2 separate regions of the Oryctolagus cuniculus genome follow, and region 1 is linked to region 2. The links are chromatin contacts, called in public Micro-C maps. All regions are on one chromosome and are shown on one strand. The core of a region is the stretch at or near the end of the contact, and the rest is flanking DNA. Distances in the headings are between cores, read along the strand shown. Region 1 holds the start of AP4E1 (adaptor related protein complex 4 subunit epsilon 1). Region 2 holds the start of USP8 (ubiquitin specific peptidase 8).

Region 1 (3,360 bases), core at 25-2,524, 520 kb before region 2:
TTTAGGATTGCAACTCCTTGAAACTTTGGGTCAGGATCACACAACTATAGAGACCAGAGTTGTGGAGGACGGGTTAGGCTGCGGCCTGCAATGTCAGTATCCCATATGGGTGCTAGTGTAAGTCTCAGCAGCTCCACTTCCGATCCAGCTCCCTGCTAATGGTCTGGGAAAGCAGTGGAAGATGGTCCAAGTGCCTGGGCCCCTGCACCTACGTGGGAGACCAGATGAAGCTCTTGGCTTCAGCCTGGTCCAACCCGGGCTGTTACAGCCATTTGGGGAGTGAACCAGCAGATGAAAGATATCTCTTTGTATCTCCCCCTCTCTCTATAACTCTGCCTTTGAAATAAAATTAAATCTTTAAAAACACACACACATACACAAACTTCTATTATACACCGCTCATTTCCAAAGCCCATCTGAAGCAGAGACTTACTCAGCAAATTTTACATTTGGGGAAGAATTACGTTTTTTCTTTGCCCAACCCCTCGGTCTGACTTAAGAACTTCGAGCTCCCCAAATATACTCGACAGCAGGCTCAATGGCAGGATCTGTCCACGAACATGAGTGACAGAAGCAGCTGAAAGGCCTGGGGAAGGGGAAGAACTTGAGTAGAGAAAGAAACTTCGTAGGAGGTGGATTAGTGGCCGGCAGTCCCACCGCACTGAGTATTTTCACACTCCGGACACCTCCTGTAATCCTCAACGCCAACTACGGAAGATGCATCGGTACATTCCCCCTTCATCTTTGGGAAAACGTGCGGAGGGTCAAAGGTTACAGACATCCGTCCCAGATCCCCATGAGTCAGTGTCGAAGCCAACTGTGGAAACTCAGACTTCCAGCTGTCAGTCCGGGCAAGAAAATGAAGAGTCCGGACAGACACACACACAAGCAGCCCCCAAACCCCTTCCAGAAGGCCTGCCCACGGGGTCCCGGAGTCTCGCTGCCCAGCCAGGGCCTCCCGGCGCAGGGGCCTTCATCCCCGCGCCCCCCACCTCCCCGCCTGCCGGCACCTACGTGTTTGGAAGTGAGGGCAGTGATGCTGCGGACCAGGCCGCCCAGCCGCGAGGAGAAGGGCGCCTTGGCAGCCGCGGGCCCGCCACCCGCCTGGTTCTGCAGAAAGAGACCCGGCAGCGCCGTCAGCGTCTTCTCCACAATGTCGCTCATCGCCGCCGCCGCCGCCAGCGTTCGCGTCGCCGCCCGACTTCATGCCCGAGGGCCTCCGCAGGCGCCGCCGCCCCGGGCTCCGTAGTTACTTCCTGCTTTTTGAAGGAGAAATCTTTATTCGCGTCCAGCGCGAACAGACACAGTGTCGTTCTCCAGAGTGGCCGCGAGAGGCGCTAGAAGCCGCTGACTCGTAAGAACGCGCCGCGGCGCACTTCCGGTGGAGGCGTGGAGGCGTCCCCGCTGCCGGTTTCCATAGCAACCCGGGGACAGGTCACCCAGCAACTGTGAGTTCTGAGGAAGCCGCTCGGGTTCGTCCCTCTGCTTCGTACCCTCAAGGTCTCCCTTTCCCGCGCCGCCTGGAACGCGTCGATAAGCGCGCCTTCCCGGCCTCGACTTCTCAGGGACTCCCCGCACTCAGCCGGCCTGGCTGCGGGCCCCGGGCGACCCGCCCGCCCACCTCCCGCTGCTGCACCGGAGCTGCGGCTTCCCCCGGGGCCCCGTTACCGGGCTGGCCCTCTCGTGGTGCCCAGTTCAGCGGCCGCGGTCAGTGCTCCCACCCGTGATCGCTTCCAGCCCGCGGCTCCTCTGGGAGAAGTGGACAGTGCCACTCATTCCGACCCCTGTCCAGCTGGTGCAGGTTCAAGTTCGCTTCCCTGGAGCTGCGTCGCCGGCCAGGCAAGCACGGAACGAGCTGCGTGTGCCACCCACTGCGTGTCTCACAACACTCGGTTCTTTTCCACTTGGCCATGTGGAGAGAGGCTACCTCTTCCCTCCTACCTAGATCAGAAAGTAGTACTGAGCTGCTCACAGCGTGGTCTGGTGACCTCGGAGGCTCCCTGAAACTCACGGGATCCAGCAAGTTAAAATGCTGTCGTAATATGACTTGCATCGTATTTGCTGTTTCCACTCTCATCTTCTCAGTAGTGTGCAGCGTTTTCAAGAGGCTAGATGACCTGAGATTACGCTGCTAGCCGGTGAAATATGTGCTTGAGGAGTCTCGTACTTTATAGAATCTTTTATAGAATCTTTTTAAATTAAAATTAAGACCGATGGTGTGCTATCAAGTCACTTGATGGCCTGCTTGCAGATAAAATAATGAAAGCCCTCCCTAACAGAGCTTCCCCTACACGTGTAAGAGGGGAGAGAAACAGTGCATAGAAGAAAGAATGAAAGAGTTGGGTTTTGCTGAGCTCCTCTCTCCACTTTCTTCAAACTCTCACAAGCTTCCTGGCTGTTTGTTCTCAGGTCTTCACTGTTTTCTCCACCTGTGACCTTGGGGCCTTTCAATAATCAGTTCAAGGATCAACAATCAACTTTTTTTTATTTTTCATTGGCATGTAAAAATTGTATTTATGAAGTGCCATGTTTTGATATAATGTATAATGTTCAAATCAGAGTAAACAGCTATGTCTTCAAACATCTATCATTTCTTTATGGTGAAAACACTTCAAAATCCTTTCTTGTGGCCTTTTAAAAATATATATATGTATACAGTACATCATCATTATCTGTAGTCTCCCTACTGTGCAATAAAACACCAGACTTCTTTCTCCTACCTATGACTTAGTACCTGTTAACCAGTCTTTCCCTGTCCCTCCCTCCAGCCTGCTCTCCTCAGCTTCTAGGAATCAACATTATACCCCAACTTCTATGAGATCTGCTTTTATTAGATTCCACATAGGAGTGGGATCATGTAGTGCTTGTCATTTGGTGCCTGGATTATTTCATTTAACATGATAACCAACAGTTCCATTCATGAGTAGCATGCCATTGTGTATTTCTACCACATTTTCTTTATCCATCCGTTGATGGACATTTAGGTTGTTTCAATTTCTTGGCTATTGTGAACAATACTGCAGTAAACGTGGGAGTGCTGATGTTTCCTCAACAGACTTATTTAGTTTCCTTTGGATAGATACCCTGTAGTGGGATTGCTGGATCATATGGTAGTTCTACTTTTAATTTCTCCAGGAACCTCGGTATTGTTTTCCAGTGGCTGAACTAACATTTCCACTAAGAGTATGCAGGGGTTCCCTTTTCTGCACATCCTCGCCAGCACTTGGTGTCACTTGTCTTTCTTTGATGATAGCCAAGCCAAGTGGAATGAGGTGATGTCTCACTGTGGTTTTGATTTGCATTGCCAGATCATTAGTGATGATGAGCATTTTTCCAGGTACCCGTTGATCATTTTAACAT
Region 2 (3,321 bases), core at 369-2,868:
CATCCTAAGAACAACAAGAGGCAAGATTCTATGGTGTTCCTACCTGAGTGTTACATCAAATACACTCAATGTTAAAGAAAAGCATGACATCACCATTTTGGCAAATTTCTACCAACAGAAGCAATGCAAAATATTAACGTAAAATGGACTATGGCTCCCATGCCACTTATTTTTCTTCTACTTTAAACACAAAACTTTAATAAGTTACACAAAGGTTACAAATCTTTACTACATCACTATTACAAAAGGGTAAGTGGAAAAAGATTGCTCATCTTGAGGCCACACAAAAATCAGTGGACAATGTGGATTTCAACCAAGCTTCTCGACCTGGATAAAAATTCCTGGATCAGAACTCTTCGGTGCTGTCTCTGAGATTCGCACTCCTGCCTACAGAATGGCAAAAGCTGCGGGGTGATTAAGTAGGTTGGGAAAGCCATTCCTAGGCAAAGAACGGTGTGTTGGATTCCTTAGCAAATCACATGTAAACTATTAAACTCCTAAGCCTCTTTTTTGCAAATCACCATCTCCAAATAAACTTATGCGACTTTCATAATACAACACACCAAAAAAAAAAAAAAAATCATCCCAGTCACGGAAAAACACATCTCTACCTCATAGTAGGTGACATTAATGCAAAGGGACGCGGTGGGCACTTATTAAGTCTCCGGAGATCTGAGGCACCACTAGAAAGAAAGAATAAAAACAGCTGTAGAAATATGGACATCTTTGGCCATCAACGTGACGGCTCCGTTCACGCGACGTGGAAACGAATCCCCTTCGTCCCTAGGACTCGGTACCTCCACCGCGACTCGAGTTCCAGTCTGCCCGGGACACTCTACAGCAACTTGACGGTAAACGCTAACCTCCCGGCCGCCCTTCCGTCTCCCAGCACTCTGGTCGGCGGTTCAGCGGGGAAGCTGAACAGCCAACGAAGCCGCAGTTTCCGGCTCCGCAGAGACACGAAGCGCAGCTCCCGCACCTCGGTGCGCTCAGCGCCCAACACACCGCAGAAAGAGGCGGGAAGGCCGCGGCGCGGCCCAGCCGCTCCGCCGCGCACATGGCCGGCCGCAGCGCCCACCCCCGCTGCCGCGCAGGCGCCGGGCGAGCCGGGACTTGCGGTCGCCCAGAGCGGATCATTCCGCCGCTTTCTTTGTGTGGCCGAAGCGCTACAAATGACACATTTCCCCCTCTCCCCCGTGAAAAACAGAAAGCAGACCCTGTCGCCCCTTGTCTCCCGCCGGGGATGGGGTCGCGCGGTGGGCGGGAGCGGGGATCGGCTCACTACGGCAAGGGCGGAGAAGCTTCGGGCGAGGGCCGAGGAGGGCCGGGTCCGGGAGGGATGCTGGGAGCTTTGACTCACTCGCACACCATGTGTTCCTCCGCGCGCAGCACGGGGGACTTTTCGGTGGGGATTTTGGGCGCCGACCAGACGCGGCATTTTCGGAAAATAGCGCCCCGTGCAGCTGAAGCGCTTTGTGTGTAGCGGGGTAGCGTCAGCCCGGCCGGGTCCAAGGCGCCTCGGGTCCCCGCACCACCTCCTGCTGCTCCCCCGTCGCCGCTCCCGAAGCTTTTCCAGGTCAGTGCGGGTCTGTGTAGGGCCCTGTTACCACCGGATGTGGAAGTTGATCTCTTCGCTGGTAAAAAATAATTCCACTTCCCCCGGAACCCAGATCATCCCCGCGATTTCCTGTTTATTGCATTAAGGCGCCGGGTTTCCGGGGCTCCTGGCCCCGCGTATTCCGCGGGGGTCGGCGGGGTCGGCCTGGCCGCCCGCTCCGCCCGCGCCGCCGCCGCGCTTTGTCCGCTGAGCACCCCGCTTCTGGGAGGGGCGGGCAGACATGGTGGCGGCCGCCGCCCCCTCCTCGGCCCCGGCGTGCGGCGGCCTCCCTCCGCTCTCTCGGCAGGGCCGGTCCCGAGCGGAGGCCCCGGGGCGCCGGTGGGGTCGCGCCGCGGCCGCGGTGGGCTCGGCGGGCGCCGGGAGGGAGAGAGGGTGGGACGGAGGCAGGCGCGGCCCGGTCTCTGCGCCCGCCGCCCCCGGCGCCGCCCGCCCCTTTGTCTGGGCGGCCTGATGGCCCCGCTGAGTCGTCCGGAACGGGGAGAAGGGGCGAACCGGGCCCTGGGCGCGCTGTGCCGCGGGAGCCGAGCGGGGCCGCGGTGGGAGCGGCCGGCCCGGACGGGGTTAACGGGAGAGCCCGGCCCGTCCCGCGCAGCCCCGCCGCGGCGACTCGAGTCCCGAGGGGACGAAGCCTGCGGTTCCGAATGCTCGGGACTTGTGCCCCCGGAGACTTCGCCCTGGGACCTGCGGGTGCACGGCTTCGGGAAAGAAGTTGAGAATTTTGCCAGGTCATCTCTGCCTGGGCACAGTTAATCAGTGTGTGCTCAAGTGTGCCTGCTTGAAGCGCTCCAACTGTGTTGAATCAGCGTGCCTAACCTCCGGGGCGCATCGTGAAAACCGAAACCGCGGGGAGTGGTAGAGGCCTGCTTTGTGTGTGTGTTTTTCCCACTTTCATCTTGTTTTCCGTGTTCGTGCTCTTGTTTTAAGCCCGGTTGGACTGTGGCGAGCACACGTCTGTTCCCAGGAGGGGCAGTGACCACAGTGCTTTGACGGGGAGCTTGGTAATGTGGAACTCTTTTTTAAAATTCTGTCTCTGGACACTGGCTTGCTGTGTGGTTCTGGGCAAGTTACTTTCTGAAGTACGCTTTTTCTCGAAAACAAGCTTGATGGAGGCCGTAAATGACCCTTCCGAAGTGCTTTGCTATCCCAGAAGTAAAGATGAACTCTTAATTTCTTATGCAGAAGTTAGTGGTGAGAATTTTTTTTTTCTTGCAGATAGTTTATCTTACGTAAAGACCCACCCAGATCATAACAACCATCAGCTTTGACGCTTCCACTTTCGAGTTCAGCCTTTGAATTTCAGGAAACTACAGGCAATTTTCCCTTTCTTATAATTTTTCTTTCCGACGTAGGTATTGCTTTTGCAAACGTAAATGACACATTAGCAACAGTGATATGCATTTCTGCAAATCTTTTAATGTCAGGTTTCATAGAAGACAGGCTCTTAAATCTGCATTTAGTATTGTACAACACCATGTAACCTCTGGAAAACACCGCTGTATGCTCATTTGTTGTTGTTGTTGTTGTTAATGTGTCATTCCTATCCTGTTTGCACTGTGTACGTCAAATCAGCATGTCATGCAAGACACATTTTCAGAATGTGGGTATATTTTTTTCTCTTGAGCCCTGACTTAACAATTGGGATTTAGGTGCATAAACAGTAACATAGATGAAGATTGCATAATCATATGATTCTTCAGACTCAG

The links. A called contact is a pair of places that touch in the nucleus more often than the background predicts.
Region 1: a Micro-C map of ear pinna shows a contact between it and region 2, with 6 times the contacts expected there. The contact joins the promoter of AP4E1 here to the promoter of USP8 in region 2. A contact is called at or near these places in 2 of 6 Hi-C or Micro-C datasets (ear pinna and skin fibroblasts).

The regions. Positions count from the first base shown.
Region 1 is chr12:73,655,450-73,658,809 of mOryCun1.1, reverse strand. AP4E1 (adaptor related protein complex 4 subunit epsilon 1) reads right to left here and starts at 1,274. Exons shown (of 20, transcript XM_070054202.1): 1 at 1,015-1,274. The coding sequence starts at 1,164. It overlaps LOC138844685 (a long non-coding RNA gene), which reads left to right and starts at 1,702. Exons shown (of 2, transcript XR_011380908.1): 1 at 1,702-1,839; 2 at 2,410-2,560.
Region 2 is chr12:73,131,318-73,134,638 of mOryCun1.1, reverse strand. USP8 (ubiquitin specific peptidase 8) reads right to left here and starts at 1,618. Exons shown (of 20, transcript XM_070054175.1): 1 at 1,361-1,618; 2 at 612-683. It overlaps GABPB1 (GA binding protein transcription factor subunit beta 1), which reads left to right and starts at 654. Exons shown (of 9, transcript XM_051822016.2): 1 at 654-851. The coding sequence starts at 717.